7 separate regions of the Mus musculus genome follow, and all the other regions are linked to region 7. Evidence: chromatin contacts called from public HiCAR-type and promoter capture Hi-C data. All regions are on one chromosome and are shown on one strand. Each heading gives the region's core, a stretch centred on a gene start, on an enhancer-like site or on the middle of the called end of the contact. The rest is flanking DNA. Distances are from core to core; before and after follow the strand shown. Region 1 holds the start of Tomm40 (translocase of outer mitochondrial membrane 40). Region 2 holds the start of Apoc1 (apolipoprotein C-I). Region 3 holds the start of Relb (avian reticuloendotheliosis viral (v-rel) oncogene related B). Region 4 holds the start of Clptm1 (cleft lip and palate associated transmembrane protein 1). Region 5 holds the start of Ppp1r37 (protein phosphatase 1, regulatory subunit 37). Region 6 holds the start of Nkpd1 (NTPase, KAP family P-loop domain containing 1). Region 7 holds the start of Ap2s1 (adaptor-related protein complex 2, sigma 1 subunit).

Region 1 (2,801 bases), core at 76-2,575, 3.0 Mb after region 7:
GATGCATGCTGGTCTGGTCTTGGGAGTACGATCTTCCCACCTCTGCCCTGGCCAGTGGTGCCATTGGAGTGCTATCTGAATCTTGCTACCTACCAAAAACCCCAAGCCTTTAAGAGTGAGGGGATCTGTATGCATGGAGGAGTATCGCTGTTGTGACCTCTGGAGGGTCAAGGCACCAGAAAGGCTCACCTGGAAACGGTTGCTCAACCCTTTGTTGACTGTAAGTTTGACACCTTCCATCTGAACTGGAAACAGCTCTGCAGAAGAGAGATGCTGTCATACCCCAGATTCTTCTCCCATCCCAAGCTCTCTTCACAAACTCTTATCTCACTAATTCCACCACTAGAGGAACCTTGGCCCTTTGCACATTTTAAACCCAGTGCAGTCACCTCAACTTAGGAAATTCACTCTCCTGCCTAACTTCTCATGCTTACAGTTCTCACCACACAGAACTGTCCTCAGTATTTAGTAAGTTAACACACTTAACTATCGAGAGTAAGAATGTCCTCCCTCTTATGATCAAATTGTCAAAAGATCCTAGGCTAGGATCCTTGGGTCGAACCCCTCACAGGAACATTGGGGAAAACCTCTTGACACCGTGACCTTGGACTATAATTCCCTTCCTGATCACACTCCTGAATCTTGGTGGGGTTGGTCCCCTGGCTCTCAGTACCCTAAGACTTCTCCCTCCTGCTGTGGCATTCTTCCCCAACGAGTTCATCATCTGATCGCAGTTTCGAGCCCCAAGTTCAAGGTCCCACCCTTCCAATCCATCATCAGCTTCCAACGTTCTGTTTAATGATTGCAACGATGTGCGCCAATCCTCCGGGGGGTCCCTTCCCTTTCCCTGGGGCTACTCGGGCCTGGCGCCCCTCACCCTTGCACTTCCGGTGGCACTCCTCGAACGTCCCCGGGTTGGGCAGGCATCCGCAGCTCCCATCTTCCGAGGCCGCCGCAGCGCCGCTGGCCGCAGCCCCGGGAGTCCGTTCCGAACCACGGCCAGTGCTTGACCCAGTGCCCAGGCCGCCGCCGAGCGGCGGCAGAGTGAAGCCTGGCGGCGAAGGAGGCGGCGGCGGGAGCCCCACGAGGGACGGCGTAGGAGGCGGCGGTGGCCCTGCGGGCGGAGAGCTGGCAGCCAACACGTTCCCCATGGTATCTGCGAGGGGAAAGGTCAGAGGGCAGGGATCGGGGCGACACGCACACCCCCGGATGCAACCCCAGGCCCTTCCCACCCAAAGCGGACTCGGCTCTCACTGGCGGCCGCGGCGGCTCCTCTTCCCGGCCTGGGCTCCGCTCCTACCCCGTGCGCTAAGCGCAACCGAACCCGCTGCCGCCGCCGCCACCGCTGTTTTCCCGCCCCATGGATTCTATTGGTTCGGTGTCCTCCGAGATCCGCCCACCGCCCTAGAAGAAAGACATTCTATTGGAGAATTAGCAGGAAGTTCCACCCTTCTGTTGAAGCCCTACTCCTATTGGTTCCTAGTCGAAATCAGTCAGTGCAGCTTCCTCTACCTTCCTATTGGCTCGTGTATCCCAAGTTCATTGGTTCGCGACGCCGCGGGGCTGGAGCTAGTTCGCTATTTGTCGATAGCACACGCATTGACACGCCTACCTGCTCATTGCCCCGCCCTCCTTTTGGAGGCGCGGAGACCCGCCCCAGAAAATGCCTTGACTATTGGTGGACCTTGGCTCAACTCACATTCTAATTGGCTACAGTATGTCTAATGGGCCGGCCATGGTGACGTGCGTGCTAGGTCTCTCATTGGCCAATGCGCCAGGGTCAGGGGACATCAGTAGAGGTGCGTTGCGCTGCAGACGCTGCTAGGCAGCAAGGTCAGGTCTCGCGTCCCGACAGGCACCGCGGTGGAGAGGCAGGGTCCCCGACGGTAAAGCCGGAAGTGCTGCCCCTTCCCACAGTGCCTCGGGAAGGTTTCAAACCAGTTCTGGGATAACCTGCCGGCCTCTGCCTACCCACAATGCCGCTTTCTCCCTTAACGCCGCAGCTGCCTTGACCCCCCCACCCCCTTTTATTTTTTTACCCATCATGCCGTCTGCTCCTTGCGTCACTGTAGCTTCTATCTTTGGCCCATTCATTCCTTTCCCATTACCCAGCATTCATTCCCCCATTCATTGAGCTTCAATCCCTTGGCTCGGTTTAGCTCGTGTCTGCCTGTTCACGTTTCCCATCCTTCCGGCCTTTCTCTAATGAACTATCTTGGAATCTTTTACCTTCTGGCGACTACCCACTACGCCTACAGCCCTCGTTTCTTACTTTGCTTCTGGCTCATTCGTTTAGCTCCATTACCCATCACGCCTTGGGGGCTTCATTGAAAATAGTATTTGCCTCATGATCTTAGACACTTCTTGCATGCCTACCGTTTTTTCTTTTGGTTGATGCGGTTTTGCTTATGACTCATTAATTTCTGGGGCATTTTTTTTTGACTTTTTGGGGAGGGAGGGGAGTCCATTCTCTGTTGACTTACAGATCACGGATGCCTTTCAAGCTTCAGGCCTCATTGTACCCCACTCACTTCACATCTCACAGAAAACACAAGACTTTATCAAAGTAGAAACTCATATTATGTAGGAAATGCTTACAAAATAAAATTCCCAACCCAGATGCCCAGATTCTCCATCACACACACATACACACACCATCCCCTAAAGAGGGATATGTAGTTCTCATCTCACTGGGTAGGGGTTAAAAGAATTCAGTAGTCCTCAGGATAAGAGCAGAGTCTCCCAAACTTGGGGTGGCAAGGCACACTTGCATTAGGTTCTCCCCTCTAGCATTGGACCTG
Region 2 (2,700 bases), core at 155-2,654, 3.0 Mb after region 7:
CTCCTATTTCTGTTCTTTGCTGGGCCCTTTTTTTTGGGGGGTGGTGGTGGTGTTGAGACAGGGTTTCTCTGTGTAGCCCTGGCTTTCCTAGAACTAGCTCCAATCAGGCTGGCCTCAAAGAGATCTGCCTGCCTCTGCCTCATGAATACTGGGATCAAAGGTGTGCGCCACCACTGCCTGGCTAGTTCTTAACCCAGCATGCCCTAATCTCTCTTTGGCCAGTGTAAACTGCAGAGCCCAGGCCTGTACAGCTTCTGCTGTGCCCCTGCCCCAACTCTCCTACATTCTTTCTCTGTCTCGGAGACTCAAGTCATGACCTGTCTCAAGAGTACACAGGGAGGGGTCAGGGTCTGTCCTAACCAGTCAGCCGCCTAGCTTGGCCCTTCACTAGGACTTGGAAACATCTCTAACAGTTGGCTGGGAGTTACACCGCCTGTCTCCACACTACGAGCACTTTGACATCCAGTTCAATGACTTCAGATACAGTTCTATGACTTCAGGGAAAGTGTCAAACACTCTGGTGCAGTTTCCCCATTGTGTCAGTGTGGAACTGTCTGCTAGGGCTTTTACACACGGGCGCGCGCGCACGCACACACACACACACCACCCGCCCGTGCCCTGAAAGGTCCTAACCGGGTCTTGGTCAAAATTTCCTTCTGTTTGATATGTTCAATGGCTGCCCGGGCCTTGTCTTCCAAAGTGTTCCCAAACTCCTTCAGTTTATCCGGTATGCTCTCCAATGTTCCGGACAAATCCGGGGCCGCCTGGGCGGGGGCTGGGCCTGCCGCGAGAGGGTTGCGAGCAAACTCATTAGCATGGGGGAGGGTATTGGACACTTGATTTTACTGCACCTCTCACCTCCTTGTTTTTACGCTCCGCCCCTTCTAGGAAGATTAGCCAATTCCAAAGGGTGGTATCCTAGGTCATTGGTTACTGCGTCTTTTCTGGACAGAGTTGCCTCCTTCAGCACCCACTTTGACACAAAAATAAGGCACCTGGCAGGTGGGATGGGGGACGATGGGAGGGCGGTAGTGGAATGATGACACAGAAAGGGACCTCAGAGCCCTCCTCGAGGGTCTTCTAAGCCTGGGCCGCAGGCACAAGGCCAACTTCACACTTCCAAGCCTCTTTCTTACCTTCCAAGGCTCTTTCTTACCTTCCAAGGTCATGGCTACGACCACAATCAGGACAGGAAGAGCGATGAAGAGCCTCATCCTGGTTGGAGGGGCACCCTGGAGGCAGACGCACGGGTAGCGGGGGACATCGCTAGTATTCACCACCGCCCTCCACCATGATCCCACCACCCCAATCCCTTAGCTGTAGGTAGTGGGGGGACACTTTCCTATGCACTAACCTGGATCTAAGGATCTCTCAGGAGGCCCATGGCGGTGGGAGGATCCTGCACAGAGGTTTAACCGGTTGGGGAGGGGGCGGAGCAAGCTGGTCGCCCTCCCCCTGAGCCTCCCCCTTGTCTCTGTGTCCACCTACTTTTTCTTTTTTCTTTTTTCTCTTTTTTTTTTTTTTACATAGGCTTTTTGGCTGGCCTGGAATTTGTGATGCTCCTGCCTCTGCCTCTCTAGTGAGTTGCTGGGATTACAGGCATGCACCAACACCAACACAACCAGCCCACTCTCTTCTGTCATTCTGGTCGATACTGGGAGGCAGATCCCACATCCAGGCTTTTTATTTAGGCCCAAGGCTCGTCACTGGTCAGCATCCTCACTTCCAAATCTCATTGATCTCCACCCAGCCTTGGCTGCTCTGCCTACTCACTCTCTCTCTGAGGCTGTCCCACCTTAAGGGGGGGGGTCTTACAAACAACTCCCCTCACCCCCATCTCACCCCTAGCTCACACTGCATCCTCAGGTTAGCTCTTCTCTACCTTCTCCTTGACCAGGAGCCTCAGCTCACATTCTGTCCCGGATGCTGCACCCTGGCTCCCTTCACCTCCAATGCCTTTGCATCTGCACACCCTCAGACCTCCTCGGATGCTCTCTGGGATCTTGGCATCCCCTCATCTCCCTTCCTTAGAAGTTGCCTCTTCAGCTAGTCAAAACTGCAAAGAAGCTAAGAGCCTCTTAGCTTGCAGAGCTCCATAGTGTCCCCTAACTGGCACAACCCCCCTTCCCCCGTTTTTAGGTCTTGTGGGGCCTCCTAGGCCCCTGCAGGCCCTAAACTTGCCTCCCTGCCCCCTCCTTCCACAACATCCTTTCTCTCAGGCTAGAGTCCAAGGCCCTTCTCCCCCCCTCCCCCAGAGCTGTCATTGACCGACAGTGACCCCCTGGCAGCTGGTGGCTAAGGGGCCCAGACTCTAGGTTGGCTGGCCTGGTGCCCCTGCAACCCACGTGTCAGTTGGGGCGGGGGTGGGGGTGGGGACGACGACAACAGGGGGATGGTTGTGAAAGGGGTGGAACAGATTCTCGACCCTGGCTGGGTTGCGACATCTCTGGGGCCAACTCGGCGCTAGCTAGCTTCCAGTCCCTGTGGGCACCAGGCCTGACCCTTTTGCTTCTTGAAAGGAGTCCTGCTCAGTCCTCAAGCGCCCATCTGAATAATGTAACAGATTTCCCCCTTACTCTGCCCAGTGCTTGGTGCTTCCAGTGTCATCCTACTCTTAGCAACAAGGGCTTCCTGTGCCACAGGTAGGGTACGGGAAGCACACAGCTAAGGTTCTAAAACTGCTAGTCATTCAGTTCTTTT
Region 3 (2,701 bases), core at 102-2,601, 2.9 Mb after region 7:
GCAGGCCAGCCTTCTCTAACTCCTTTTTTTTTTTCTTGGTTTTTCGAGACAGTGTTTTTCTGTATAGCCCTGAGCTGTCCTGGAACTCACTTTGTAGACCAGGCTGGCCTCGAACTCAGAAATCCGCCTGCCTCTGCCTCCCAAGTGCGCCACCACAACCGGCTCTTCTCTAACTCTTGAAAAAAGTTCTGGCTTTTCGTTTCTGCCTTTGACTCCGCCAATCATCACTCAATATCCGCTACTTTCCCCATTAAGGTGGGACTTGGAGGACTCCTGATGCCTCAGGAAAACCCCCGTCTCCGTTCTTCCCTCAGGGCGAAATCCGAGCCCCAATACTTCGTCACTGGAGAACTTTCCTCTCCCCCATCTCGCTGCAGGCCCCGCCCCTTTTCAATCCCATCGTCAGGCCCCGCCCTTCGTTTTCTAAACAGGCCCTGCCCTTTCCCTAGACCTGCCACTACGCCCCACTTTCCCCCACCCCAACCCAAGGGTAAGTCCCGCCCACTCACTGAGCCACACACCTCTTCTTGCTCTTGGAGCCTGACCCCGCCCCTATTTCCTGTCAAGCACAGTCCTGGATCCTCCTCCTCGAGGTCAGGCACCGCTCCTCCTTAAATCTTGAAGCTGGGCCCCGCCTCTTTCTTTGCCTCTAAAGGCCTAAGCCTTGCGGGAGAAGGGTCCCCCTTGTTTGGAGAGAATAAAGCCACTTCCTCGAATTAGGCTCCGCCCCTTACTCCTAAGAGCAGCCTCACCCACTCTGTAAACCAGAAGCCTCCTCTGAGTTTGCCCCGCCCCTGTGTGTATGGCTCCTCCCCTTCAGAGTTATGCCCCGCCCCTCCTCTCGACCGCCGCCCGGCCCGCCCCCTTCTTTGCCTCAGGCTCAGGCCCCGCCCCCTTCTCACTCCTTAGCGGGACGCCTAGCCTGTATCTCCCCGGCAAGACCCTTCACCATCCTCTACCTTCTGCCTTATCCCTCGCGCAGTGTCCCCGCCACCCTTGTACTCTCCGCACCGAAGCGCGAATCCTGCGGAAACCCGCAGATGACTCCGAGCGCCCCGAACTCCCCGAGCCCGAGCCCCGCCCCAGAGGTTCCACTCTGCTTACCCAAGGCCCCTAGCTCGGGCGCGGACTCTCTGGCAGCGCGGCGACTCGGCATGGCCCGGCCCGTAGGGACCGACAGCCCGAAGGCCAGCTCAGGGCGAGCGCACACGAGGGCAAGCCGGGCAGTCGGACAGCCCGGTCGGCTGGGACGATCACCGGCCGGGCAAGCGGTGCAAGGCTAGGGCCGAAGGCCGGGCTGGACGCACGGCGCCCGGGGCTGCGGGGGGCGCCGGGCCGAGCGGGCGGCGGGCGGGGGCGGGGCGGCGGAATTCCCCGGCGCCGCCGGCCTGCGCACCCATTGGCTCGTACCCCTCCGTGACGTCACGTCAAAGGGAATGGGAAAACCCCCGCTGCTCACGTGACTGCGGGGGCGGGGTCGGCCGGGAAGCGAAGGCTTGGCACTTCGCAGGGTCCGGGTGCGAGTCGCTGCCCATTGCCTTGGCCAAGACCACTGAGGTCCGTCCGGGTCCACTTGCGCCCTACCCACAGAACAAGCTGAGAAATGGGCATTCCATTTCCCCTACGAGGGCTTGAACCTGCTATCTTTCAGGCTGGCAAATGAAGCCAGGAGTGGGAAGTTAGCAGCCATTGATAATTTGTTTGAAGTAAAATTTACATAGGGTCTCATCTTGCCCAGACCGATGACCTTGAACTGCAGATCCTTTTGCCCCCATGGATCCTTCAGATTCGTCCCTCCACAGTGCTGGGACGACAGGCATGAACCACCACCTAGTCTATGCAGCACTGAGTGTTGAACCCAGGGCTTCATGAATACTGAGCTACAGTCCCAGCCCGTTGGTGATATATGGCACCTATAACCTATAGAAACCTATAGAAACTTGTATGTTCCATTCCCCTTCTATCATAGCATGTGTGATCAATGATTCAAGCAACCTACGCATAATTAAGCACTTGCCATATGCTGCAGCCTGTAATGAAAACTAGGGTACAGCATTACTAAAACCAGGCCCACTTCTTGCTCCAGAGGCAGAAAACTGCAGCAGTGAATGATGTGGCACCGGTATCTACTGTTGCACACCAAAGCAAAGAGCATTGTTTTGGTTTTGCTATGTAGCTCTGGTTGACATTGAATTCATGATAATCCATCTGCTTCAGCCTGAGTCCTGGGGATCCCAGGCACCTACCATCACGTCCAGCTTAGAGCAAACCTTTTCTTGCAATGAAAGACATTAGGCTCAGGCTTTGAGAACCAAATGGTCTTAATTTTCAAATGTGCCATCTTACATAAACAGCCAAGGACCAGAAACAGGGATGTGGCTATGTTCTATTAGAACATAATTTGATAAATATAGAAATGGGAATATCATGTAACTTTCACACTGAATCATATTCTTTTTCACTTTGTACCAGAGGGAAATGTTCCAGTGTCATAAGCAAGCCCAGGAGTGGACATCTCCCATAGAATAAGCTTGCCAGTCACACACACACACACACCAATCACTGCTTTCCTTGAGGTTTTCCAACTGTAGTGCTGAGGATGTGGCTTGTGATAGAATGCTTGTCTAGCATGTATGAGATTCTAGGCTGTGTTCTCAGCAGCACACAGAAAGATATTGTAGCCACAATATGCCCATTCTGG
Region 4 (2,700 bases), core at 71-2,570, 2.9 Mb after region 7:
AGGAGCCAGTCCCAAGGACCAGAGGCTAGGACGTCCCTGCAGACCCCGCTGGTGTATTCACCACAGCAGGGATAAACCAGCAATTTCCTGAGCTGTGTGCACCCAAGGTCTGGTTGGAAATGCCAGAAAGACTCAGTCAGAAAAGGTGGGTTCTACCTCATCACTTGAGTGTATCTGTCCCCCTCCTTTGAGACCCTACAGCCCCTCATCCCGACTTCTGTCACTTCCCGAGTCTGTTTACGCTACCATCTCCTCTCCCACTCCCCTCACTGCAGGGACATGACTGGAGACATCTTTATAGCCATAAGGCTGGCCCTCTCGCCCAAGTCCTCCATTAACCACTGGGGAAATAAAGACCCAAAGGAAGAAAACTTGTCCAAGGTCACATCCAGTCAGCTACATGCACCCCTCCCAGTCGGTACTCCTCACCCCTGAGCTGCCTCCTACACGGCAGTGACATCCCAGTGGGTGGGTCGACAGCACCTTGCTTCCACTCCATCAATTCCAGCAGAAGCCTGCACGGTGCCTGAGTGAACTGCTATGCTCTGAGGTCTCAGTTTATTTGAGGTGGTAATGGGTTGGGAGGCAAACGCGCCTGGATCAATTATTTCTCTATTTATTTGATCAGCTTGGGCTAAAACAGCGCCCATCTCAGCCCAGACCACCCACAGTCAGCTTTTTCCTAGAACGGACACCAAAACTAACCTGGGTGACCTTCTACAAGCGCCTTCGTCTTGTCGTCCCTCGGATCCTTGTCTGTGAAATGGGTCGGTCGGCCTCCGCAGCCCATGCCCTCTACCCACCACAATTACCGTATTTGCCCTGAGCTTGAAAACTCTCAATTAACCAACCACTGCCCCCGATCTCGGGCACTGCGGAGCGGACCAGGAACACCAGCCCTCTCTAGAAACAGTGCTGGAGGCTGGAACCACACAGTCGAGGACCGAGTCTGCGCCCCTCCGCGCCACCCTCTCCTCCGCTCGAGCAAGGAGTCCGCTGGACGCCCGGCGCGAGCCTGCAGGAGACCCGGCGCGCAACAGGGCCGGGTTCCCGCCACCGTCCGGCCTCCTGGGCGGCCGGGCGCCGCCAGGGCCCAATATTCAAGGTCCCTCTGGGGCATGGAGCCCCCGGTGCACCGGGTTCCTCCAAAAAGGACAAGACACTCCCTGCAGGGGTGCCCCCCGCTGGGGAAGAGCCCCCTCAGGCACCTCTCGGCCTCCGTACCTGACCAGAGCTGCCTCCCCCGGCCGCCACCACGGCGCTGCCGGCCCCGTCCGCCTCCTGCGCCGCCGCCATCTTCCTGCTCCGGGTCCCCGCCCCCGCCGCCAGCCCCGCCCCGTCCCCGACGGCGCCAGCGCGATCGCGCGAGATTTTACGCTTAACCCGTCCCCACCAGGCTTCCGTATCAGAATGGAGCGCCTCAAGCCACGCCCTCTTGAAGGACCAACTAGGCCACCGTACTCGACGTCCGCCCCTTTCACCGCAATTTGGTTGTTTTGGTCTAGCAGGGAGTGACTTCTCCGAGTGCTTGAACTTTCTATAGCAGGAAATGCTCTTTTCATGGGTTCTACTTGTTACACTCGGCCAAGGTGGATGGTTATTTTTTTGATTGTATGGTCTTCCCAAGCAATTCCACCGCAGTTCGGATGGCCGTTTCTTCTCGGGTTTTACAAAGTCGATGGTTTCGGAGCTTTTCCGGCCACCGTAGCGATTCGCTAGAGCCACGCCCCTCTTGAAGAGAAAACCCCTCTCTGGCTGCGGATTTTCGACCTAAGGGGTGGTCATTACTTTGTTCTTTTCGCTTCTGATGCGATTTCCTTGTCTTAAGCTTTCGTCATCAACCCTCGGAGACTGTAGTTCATCCTTAGGCCGTATCTGCTTTCTTACGGACACCACACCTGGAAATGGGACCCTAGTCACTTTTTTCAAATAAAGACTCGTTTATTTGTTTTATGTACACGAGCACTGTATCTTTATGTCAGCAGAGGGCATCAGATCACCTTATAGATGGTTGTGAGCCACCGTGTGGTTGCTCGGAAGTAAACTCGGGACCTCTGGAAGAGCAGATATGCTCTTAGCCGCTGAGCCACCTTCATCCCGGACCTTAGCCGCTTTTAGGCCGCTTAGTTTAGCACTCGTCTTCCATTAGGGGTCTGTGCTTTCTTGCAAACCTCGAATCTTTAAACACAAAGACAGGATCTCATTCTGTAGCCCAGGCCGGCCTCAACTCCTGATCCTCCTGCCTCAGCCTCCAGAATACTGGGATTAAAACATAACATACATGAGAGTAATAATCCTATTTTCTCCTTTTGTTTGTTCGTTTTGATGGGTAAAGGGAAAGGTCTTGAAATGAAGCCCTGGCTGTGGCAAGCATAGAACTTGCGGCATCTTCTAGCCTCATCCTCAGGAGTGCTAGGAGTGCTATCGGGGATTACAGGTTATGTCTCAGCACATTAAACAAGTGAGAGACCAATTCCTTTGGGTTCAGACTCCATCTCAGAGAATCTGACTTAAGATTGAACTCAAGTAAACTAACAGGCCGGTACCTAGCACTAGTTCTAGGCTACACCGCAACAAGAGCTTGAATAAAAAGATCCTAATGCAATTGCTTTGGATTTGGCTCCTTGGTGGTCTTTTTGGGGTTCACGAACGTTTGTTTCATGGCACAGCACAAGAACACCATGATTTTACATTAGATAC
Region 5 (2,948 bases), core at 4-2,503, 2.8 Mb after region 7:
TCCACCTCCCCACCAACAGGCCTAGATCTTAGATCTTCCCATCTCCCAACATGTAAGTCACCTTCTGTTGAGTAGGGAATACTGCCGAGTCCTTCCCCAGGTAAACCCTGGTAAAAGCGGGCTCCGCGTTCTGCTGCCGAACCTTACTGCGGAATTCCTCGCACACAGGCAAACTGGCCACCTCGTCCTCTGCTTTACTACCTGCTGCCTCTGACCCTCCTTTCCCAGTCGGAGGGTTTACAAACTTCTGTACAGTCTGGGTTTATTTCCGTCCTCGTTTCAGCCAAAAGAGCAATGGCCATAGCCGGCTACGCTTTGCCTCCTGGTTTACAGACCAGCTGCTTCGCTCTCACCATCCCGTGGACTCAGGCACTTACCTTTCCCCCAATACTATAACCAGGCTCTCTTCATCTATCCCTGAGTGTACCATGAACTCAAAGGCTGGCTGCCAGCCTCCCAAACTCCCAAACAAGGTTAGGCTTTGAAAACCCAGTCCTGTGGACCTTTCCAGCTCTCCCGCCAACCCCTCTCTGCCTCCAGCTCTAACCTAGGCACCGTTGAAATCACCAATAAGTACCATTTGCCGCGGGCCACCTCCGTGGGGGTCGGCCCTATGGCGGTCCCACCCGCCTCTAGGCTCTCCCCCGCAACCCTCGCCAAAGCTACCGTGTCTCCAGGGGTCTTTGGGCTCCACCGCTCCAGACACGATGTCCTCGTCAGATGGGAACGTGACACGCTTGGCAGCAGCCTTAAGGCGGCCATCGGCCGGGGGCGAGGTCCCGGTAGGAGACTCAGCTTCGGCGGAGGCCTCCTCGGTCTCGGCCTCCGCGTCCGCGTCGGCGTCCGCGCCCGGCCCGGGCGGAGCCTCCTGCGGCGGGATCTCCATCGCCGCCGCCTCCTCCTCCTCACGGGGGCCCCGGGGACATGCCCCGGGCCCCGGACTCGTCTCTCCGGGTCCTCCCGCCGTTCCGGGGCATGGGCTTCGCCGCTGCCTCAAGCGCCGCCTCCGTCCGCTCCGTTCGTCGTCGTCGTCGTCGTCGTCGTCGCAGTCGCCGGGAGCCCCAACGCGCCTCCGCCGAGCTCCGCGAGTACCTGCTCTTCCGCAGCCACACTTTCGCTACAAGCCGAAGGGCCCGCTGCGTACCGAGAAAAGCATAGCACCGACTCAAGCTTTTGCTCTGAAAAAAAACCGTGTCGAGGACGACAGGAAGACCGGAACAAAGAACAGTAAGCTCCGCGGAAAAAAGAAACGTGACCGGCGAATCTGCAGAGCCAAACTGCAGAACACAGAGGCGGGGCCTATGAACGCTGTCTCCCGGAGCGCCGCGCATGCGCGAGTTCTAGCCGCCCCCTCCCGCCCCCCACAAGCCAAGCTGTCAACAGTCAGGCTCCCGCACATTCGTCACAAGCCCAAGTAATTCGGGAAAGGATTCAATACAAATCCTATAACCGCGGCCTGCGAGAGGGCTGTCAGCGGCTAAAGCCGTCTGAGTTCGTAAAAATAGAAGAATCGCCTCCACAAAATTGTCCTCTGATTTCTACGCGTCTACAAGAAATGAGTAACTTAAAATATAAAATACGGATCAGATATTAATTAAAAAACCACTTGCTGGACATGGTAGTGACTCGCCTTGTGAACCGAGCCTTGGAGAGGCTGAAGGAGGAGGTTGCGAATTCGAGGCTAGGCTGGATTACAAAGGGAGCCTCAGACAAGCAGGTGCTACAGCAGGAGACCCTGGTGGGGCTAAGCCAAGTACTGGGAGCAGGATAAAGTGATGGAGGTGCTGAGAGCTGAGAGCCAAGCTGAATATCGGATGAGTACGTACAAGTGACAGAAGCGACAGAAGAGCACACTTTAGCACAATTTTCGTCAAAATTGTATCAAATGTAAATTACAATATTAGACGAGTCTGCTAGGTATTCATGAACCTGCTATAAAAACAAAACAAAACAAAAACTGGGAGCAGGAATTCCAAAGGCTCGGGATGAACCAGCTGACCAAACCTGAGCGAGCCTAAGCCACACCTCCAAGGGGTCGATTCCAAAGCTCAGGATTCATCTGGGCACTTTCGCTTTTCCTTCTCAGCTCATTAAAGCCCACTGGCACAGGGACTGAAACCACAGAACGGGATTTGAGGAGGGTCGAGCACAGCATTGCCAAGTAGAGAGCTAGGCTGGAACTGGAGGGAGGCTCCAGTGTGAACTGATAACTGAGACCACTGCTAAGGGTAGCTGCTTTCCTCTTCACAGTTGGGGGTTAGCACACTTTGGAGACTGAGAAGTACCAAAAGCCCCTATAATTAATGCAAACCTTCAGTTACATTCTGAACTCCAAAAGGCATTAAGTGGGCTTTGTTTGGGGGGGGAGGGTTGGGTTTTGTTTGGTTTTACTGGTTCTCATGTAATCCAGGCTGCCCGCTGACTTGCCATGTAGGAAAGACAGGCTTTATCTCTGGCTCCTCCTGCCTCTACACCCCCTTCCCCACACCAAATGCTGGGATTACAGACTTGGGTCACTGTGCTTAGCTAGGAACTGCTTCCAGATATCATGTACTGAAAGATTTCTAGTGACAAGGGGCTGAAACAGGGGACACAGACTCCCTCACTAGACGGCTAGAGCAAACTGAGGAAGGGTAAAACTTCAACGCTAACCACCAACCTGCAGCATTTGCTCCCGGGCACTGGCACGGCACTGGCACACAAGTGTGACCACCACCACCACTCCCAGTCCCCTCCGTGGGAAGACAAACCTGCAGGTGACTGCAGTGGACCACATCACCAAGAGGGAACCTTGAAACCTAGTGTAAGCCAAGGCCCTGTCTAGGCCTTTTCTAGTAAAAAGCCATCCTTGCCCACCTCGGGTCAATTTCTTATGCAGAGATGAATGTCAGCCATTTGGGGAGGATGCCAGGAGCAGTGCAAGCCCTATACTTTTATCTGGACGCCTC
Region 6 (2,700 bases), core at 199-2,698, 2.8 Mb after region 7:
CCTCAGAAGTCACCACCTGCTTTCAACTCCCTACTCTGTGTGGTCTGGGGCAAGGAAGGGGCTCTTTGTTTCTGGGCCTCAGTTTTCTCATTTGTGAAGTGGGCACTATCACAGCTCTGTGGGTTGTGATGATAAAGGAGGCTACTGAGTGGTCAGGCTCAGAAGCCGCTCCCTGTATGTGCTGTTGCCTGGGTACTATGTGAGGCACCCACAGCAGCCTCAGAGAATGAATTTACCTCAGCAGGTAAATGGGTCAGCTGGTCCTGTACGGAAGGGCCAGCCCCAAGCTGGGCGGACTCTCTGTTTGACAACTTCAAAAAGCAGGTGCCAACCTGGCCTATTCAGCAATGAGGAAGCTGAGGCTCAGAGAGATGAAGTCACTGACCCACAGTCACACAGCTGGGTGACAGAGGAACTCGCAGACCGGGTCTATTTGAGATTCATTCTGCCTCCACCCAACCCGAAGAGGTGCCCAGAAATCTGGTGTGAGGGTTGCTGTGGACTCTCCACCCCCTCCTGGGTTCATCCTGTCAGGGGCATCCAGTCCTCGAGAGCAGCATCCCGGGCGCCTGCCCAAAGGGCGGGGACACACGCAGGAGAACCGGCCGAGCGGGCGCCACTGGGCTCCAGCCAGGCCTGCGCGGGGCCACGGGCAGGGAGCTGGGGCCGCGGGGCCACCACCAGGTAGGTACTGAGAGCTCAGGCTGGGATGGACGCGGGGTGGGGGCAGGGATCGGCGGGGGGGGGGGCGGGGGGGCGTGCGGTGGCAGGTGGGGCCACTGACCTGGCCCCCCAACCCCAATCACGCAGATTCTCATCGTCCTGGGCCAGACAGTATCTTTCCCATCTCAGCTTTGATTCATTCTCTGAGCCTGTAACACACGCTGCCCCCCAGAGGCTGCCTGTGACTCCGCAGAAGGCCATCGTTCCCCAGACCTCCCTTCTTTCCATCTCCCTGTTTAGCCCCCCCCATGTTTGTTTGTTTGTTTGTTTGTTTATGCTTTTGCTTTGTGAGAGAAGGTCTCACTGTGTAGCTCTTTCTAGCCTCAAACTCAGAGGTCTCCCTCCTTCTGTCTCCTGAGTGCTGGGATTAAAGACATGTGCCACCATGTTGGACAGTTTCTACCGCTTAGACTTCAGCCTAGCTTGGTGGCTTTCAGATCAGGCTGCATCGGCATCCTCTAGCCCTCCCCCACAACCTCTGCACTCCCCGCCTAGCCCCACAGTATCTCCCAGCCATCTGGCCATTGTCTTTCATGTGACCATGCCACTTCTCACTTCTGTGCTCACTCCAGTGACCCAAGGAACACCCCACCACCAAATCTTTACTGTGCCTTTTGCCTGTCCAAGGTTACGGGGGCCATCTTAGAACTAGGGAGCCAGGGGCCCCACCAAGCTGAACACTGACCTTTCCATGTAGGATTGGGCCACTGACGTCACGGCCCGCCATGCAGAAGAACTACAATGTGCACTTCACCAAGAACGCCCGGACCCCCAATGAACGATACCTTTTGGATCCCGAGTTGGGGCACCAAAAAGGTAAGGATTCATTTTTGAGGGGGTGGGTTGTGTCAGGAGAGGCAGGTAGGGGTGGCTGGGTGCTGAATTTATGCACAAGGGAAGAAACGGGGTCCAGGGAGAAAAGCCACAAGAGCCAATTGTGGCACAATGCCTGGAGTCCCAGCATTTTTCCAGGCTGAGATGGGAAGATTGTTGCAAGTTCCGGTCTAGCCTGGGCTACAGAGTGGGACTGGTCTTACTGAAAAGGGTAAGGCAAGGTCTCACTCTATAGCCCAGGCTGGCCTTGACCTAGATTCAAACACTCCTCCTGCCCCAGCTTCCCACGAACCTGAGACAACAGGTGTGTACCCCGTGCTTGTCTCCTGTAGAGTCCAAAGGTTGAGTGTTCCCCGGGGGGTGGGAGCAGGGGAGTCCTGTCTGCAAATCTCCATGCTATAGGGGCCAGCCTCCAGAGGAGCCATATGGTGGGAGAAGGAAAGACAGCAGGGGAGGCCCCCTCTGAGTGTGTTTGAGTCGGTGGCTCAGGTTCCCACAATAACCAAGTGAGGAGGGCCCGGTGACTTCCTGTTAAGACTGTCACAGACTCCTGGGGTCTGGCAGCTCAGGGCCCACCTGCCTTCCTAGCTCTTGGCCCGTCCCTCCTTCCTCCATGGTTACCACGCTGGCCACTTCTATCTAGCCAGGCCCTCAAACATCCTCACACTGAGACTGTAGTGGGGACCCCCGTGGAATATAGGAAATTAGTCTCAGTCTTTGGGATGCCAAGATGCATGGATATCCAATGGTGTCCTCTCTCTGTCCTCCCTGAAAAACACAAACCCTGTGTGTTCTGCCCCTGCCCCTCCCTTGGGTCCTTTGAGCCCCTCTCTCTTCTGGGGCCTCTGGGGCTCCCAAGGATGCTCCAATCCAGCCTCACCAAACAGCACAACCTGGCTCAAGCCAGCGTCCCCTGGGGGACTGGGACTCAGTCCCAGTCACCTCCACTTCCTTCCTTCTAGGATGCTGCCGTCAGTGGTACCAGGACCCGGTGGCCACTCACACCCATGGGCCCTATCAGCTGTCCCCCCAGGCTCACTGGCAGCAGACCTACCATAGCCACCGAGGTGGCAGCGGCTGTCGCCGGTGTCCCCAGCCCCTCATTCCGCAGCGACAGCGGCGGCAGCAGCAGCAGCGACAACC
Region 7 (2,775 bases), core at 208-2,707:
TAGAGCACTGCGTAAGCATAGAAAGGCAGTTAGTTACATTTTTAGGTCCACAGCGTAATGACTTGTTTAACACTATTTCTGCTGGGCATCAGTGGTGCATACCTTAAGTCCAGGTAAGCAGATCTCTGAGTTCAAGTCCAGCCTGGTTTACAGAGTGAGTTCCAAGACAGCCAGGACTACATAAGAAACCATGTCTCAAAAGTAAAATAAAATAAAATAACCTACTTTTCCTAAGACTGGTGTGGTGGCATATGCCTATACTGTAGCCCCTTTGGTGGCAGAAGCTGCAGGATCAGGACTCCAACTGATCCTCCCCTACAAGGCTAGTCCTAGGCCAGTCCGGGATACATAAAACCCTGAGCTTAGGGGCTGGTGAGATGGCTCAGCGGTTAAGAGCACCAACTGCTCTTCCAAAGGTCCTGAGTTCAAATCCCAGCAACCACATGGTGACTCACAACCATTGGTAACGAAATCTGATGCTCTCTTCTGGAGTATCTGAGTACAGCTACAGTGTACTTACATATAATAAATATTTTTTTAAAACCCGAGTTTAAAGGAAAAAAAAAATCACTGGAGGGAAGAGTGAAACATGCCTTCTGAACGTGACAGAGATGATGCCAAACCTTACAGCAGCTGGGAGTTACTGCTCAAGGCCTGTAGGAGACCAGGCCCATCAGCATTTCACCACAGGTGGGCACGGATTGAGATGCTGGAGAGAAGACTCAGTGTTTAAGAGCTTTTGCTACTCTAGCAGATTCGGCTCCCAAACTCCAGTTCCTAGGTTCTTATGCTGTCTTCCACCTCTGTGGACACTGCAGGCATACTATAGACTTACCTACATGCAGGTGAGAACTCAAATACATAAAATAAGCAAAAAATTAAAAACCAGTCGCCGAGGGTGCGAGGGTCATATTCCCAGTAGTGTATTCTGTTAAAAGATGCCCATGCCCAAGTAAGTAACGCTCACATCCGCAACCCCAGATCAATGCCGTGGGTCACACGCTCCGCAAGAAAAACATACATGAAAAAAGGAACACTTTGGGGAAGAAAGGGTTTTGGTGGAGGAGAAAGAAGTAAGCTAATAATAATGGGGAAATATTATCAAAGCACATTATATGTTATAATTTAAAGCAAAGTTGAAAAGAAAAAACTACTATTCCCAGCATGTCCTTGCTGGTAGCTTTGGGATCGAGGAGCACTAGAACCACATTTCCCGAAATGCAACGCTCACTCAGTCTACTTTTAACCTATGGAAATTGTCCTTATTCAGAGTCCTTCATCCACAATGCATTTGGTACTCGCATTTGGCGACTAGGTCTCTTGATAGGAAAAAGGGCAGTCGCAGAGCATGCTGGGAAGGCGTTAGACCGGGGCCACCCTTGCCAACGCGTGCGTTTAAACTACAACTCCCAGAGGGCCGTGCCCGAGAAGGAAGGCGGGTTCTCCTGCCGGAAGTCAGTTCTAGCCCTGGGCCCCACAACTGCAAGCAGAGCCGGAGCCGCCCTGTTACAGCGGGACCCGGGCCTCTGGGGTCCAGACAGGGGTCGCCATGGTAACGGGGGGAGCGTCGTACCGGGGACAGGCAGAGGGGGGTGGTTCACGTACGGTCCCCGGGGTTTCGGTTTGGAGGTGACAAGCTTCCTCCTGCTGCGGATGATCCGGGCCGGGCGCGGGTTCTCGGGATTGGGGTCAGGAATGGGGATCAGGGGCTGGATGCTGCGCTGCGGGGTGTGCTTGTGGTTCCAAGCAAAGGATTTGGAGGGGAAGGAGTGTCCAGGGGAGGGACTGCCTTGGTGGGAGACATTTGGGGGTGATTTTGAAACCACAGAGGCGGGAGAAGATATTGGAGATGAGGAAGGGATGATGGAAAAGAACCAGAGACTCTACAGACAGGGTAGAGAGGGTTCCTTATGAGAAGGAAGGAGCTGGTTTTAAGGAGAGCTAGTGTTGGGGCAAATTGGATATGGCCAGGGTAGATGCTCTCCAGGGGAAGAAGAGGACCCTGGAGGCCGGAAGTTAGCCCCTGTAGGATTAGAGTTAGGCTGCTGCAAGAGGAGAGAGGGCTGTAGCAGTAGAAAGTGGATTCTAGAAGAAAATGGGGAGCAACTGAACAGAATGTTCCACAGAGGAGAGGTCCGGGGTGCAGAGTAGACTTGGAGGCGTCACATTTGAGGAGGGGGAGCTTTGGGAGAAGGGCTGAGCACTGGATTTAGGGGAACCTCCACCTCCAAGACGGGCCTTTTGGAACTAAGAGTTCTTTGGATAGGGACTTGGAGAAGAAGACTTGGGAGGGGGATGTCAGAACAGGAGGTGAGTAGAGGTCTTGGAGGTTCGATGCGACCTTTGTAAAAAGGGAGGCCAGCCTTGGACAGGGAGAAGGGGTGCTTGTAATGAAGGACAGGTGAAGCTTCCCGGAGTCGGGGCCAAAGGTGCTGGGGTCAGGGGGATGGAGGTTACAACGAACAATGTGGGGAGGTGGTCGGGAGGCTCCCTGAGGGTACAGCAGAGGGATGGATGTAGGGACTAGGGGCTGCTCAGATGTGTTCCCAGGAGTGAAACGATTCTCATTGAGGGAAACAGAAAGAAGTATTGGTTGAAGTGGGGTAGGACACAGAGGGCTTAACTCAGCCTTGCTTCCAGCTGTTCTTCCCTTCTGCTCCTGTGCCCACCCCCTTCCCTTCCTGGGTTTCCCTGGCTCAGCAGAAGTAGTTCTTGGAAGGGGCATGTAACATCCTGTTTGTGGTTTTCTGCTTAGGTTGAATAAGGCAGATAGGT

The links. Promoter capture Hi-C pulls out the DNA fragments that hold promoters and counts their contacts. HiCAR-type assays count read pairs that join an accessible place to other places.
Region 1: a promoter capture Hi-C map of pre-B cells shows a contact between it and region 7, with 6 times the contacts expected there. The contact joins the promoter of Tomm40 here to the promoter of Ap2s1 in region 7. A contact is called at or near these places in 3 of 39 promoter capture datasets (hippocampal neurons, liver and pre-B cells).
Region 2: a HiCAR-type map of astrocytes shows a contact between it and region 7, with 6 times the contacts expected there. The contact joins the promoter of Apoc1 here to the promoter of Ap2s1 in region 7. A contact is called at or near these places in 1 of 484 Hi-C or Micro-C datasets (B cells) and 1 of 115 datasets of contacts at active chromatin or transcription factors (astrocytes).
Region 3: a contact with region 7 is called in a promoter capture Hi-C map of hippocampal neurons, with 4 times the contacts expected there. The contact joins the promoter of Relb here to the promoter of Ap2s1 in region 7. A contact is called at or near these places in 2 of 39 promoter capture datasets (hippocampal neurons and pre-B cells).
Region 4: a promoter capture Hi-C map of pre-B cells shows a contact between it and region 7, with 7 times the contacts expected there. The contact joins the promoter of Clptm1 here to the promoter of Ap2s1 in region 7.
Region 5: a contact with region 7 is called in a promoter capture Hi-C map of liver, with 2.6 times the contacts expected there. The contact joins the promoter of Ppp1r37 here to the promoter of Ap2s1 in region 7. A contact is called at or near these places in 2 of 39 promoter capture datasets (cranial neural crest and liver) and 2 of 115 datasets of contacts at active chromatin or transcription factors (astrocytes and embryonic stem cells).
Region 6: a contact with region 7 is called in a HiCAR-type map of astrocytes, with 4 times the contacts expected there. The contact joins the promoter of Nkpd1 here to the promoter of Ap2s1 in region 7. A contact is called at or near these places in 1 of 39 promoter capture datasets (cranial neural crest) and 1 of 115 datasets of contacts at active chromatin or transcription factors (astrocytes).

What each region holds. Positions count from the first base shown.
Region 1 is chr7:19,714,104-19,716,904 of GRCm38.p6, forward strand. It overlaps Tomm40 (translocase of outer mitochondrial membrane 40), which reads right to left and starts at 1,326. Exons shown (of 10, transcript NM_016871.2): 1 at 1,255-1,326; 2 at 878-1,156; 3 at 190-257. The coding sequence starts at 1,151. It overlaps Nectin2 (nectin cell adhesion molecule 2), which reads right to left. Exons shown (of 9, transcript NM_008990.3): 9 at 2,541-2,801. It overlaps Gm38955 (a long non-coding RNA gene), which reads left to right and starts at 1,361. Exons shown (of 2, transcript XR_881874.2): 1 at 1,361-1,886.
Region 2 is chr7:19,691,255-19,693,954 of GRCm38.p6, forward strand. Apoc1 (apolipoprotein C-I) reads right to left here and starts at 1,405. Exons shown (of 4, transcript NM_001110009.2): 1 at 1,355-1,405; 2 at 1,157-1,232; 3 at 634-781. The coding sequence starts at 1,214.
Region 3 is chr7:19,628,087-19,630,787 of GRCm38.p6, forward strand. It overlaps Relb (avian reticuloendotheliosis viral (v-rel) oncogene related B), which reads right to left and starts at 1,352. Exons shown (of 12, transcript NM_009046.2): 1 at 1,105-1,352. The coding sequence starts at 1,156.
Region 4 is chr7:19,663,710-19,666,409 of GRCm38.p6, forward strand. Clptm1 (cleft lip and palate associated transmembrane protein 1) reads right to left here and starts at 1,321. Exons shown (of 14, transcript NM_019649.2): 1 at 1,225-1,321. The coding sequence starts at 1,296.
Region 5 is chr7:19,561,145-19,564,092 of GRCm38.p6, forward strand. It overlaps Ppp1r37 (protein phosphatase 1, regulatory subunit 37), which reads right to left and starts at 1,254. Exons shown (of 13, transcript NM_199149.3): 1 at 667-1,254. The coding sequence starts at 886.
Region 6 is chr7:19,517,283-19,519,982 of GRCm38.p6, forward strand. It overlaps Nkpd1 (NTPase, KAP family P-loop domain containing 1), which reads left to right and starts at 1,449. Exons shown (of 4, transcript NM_027116.1): 1 at 1,449-1,539; 2 at 2,520-2,700. The coding sequence starts at 1,449.
Region 7 is chr7:16,736,987-16,739,761 of GRCm38.p6, forward strand. Ap2s1 (adaptor-related protein complex 2, sigma 1 subunit) reads left to right here and starts at 1,458. Exons shown (of 5, transcript NM_198613.2): 1 at 1,458-1,552. The coding sequence starts at 1,550.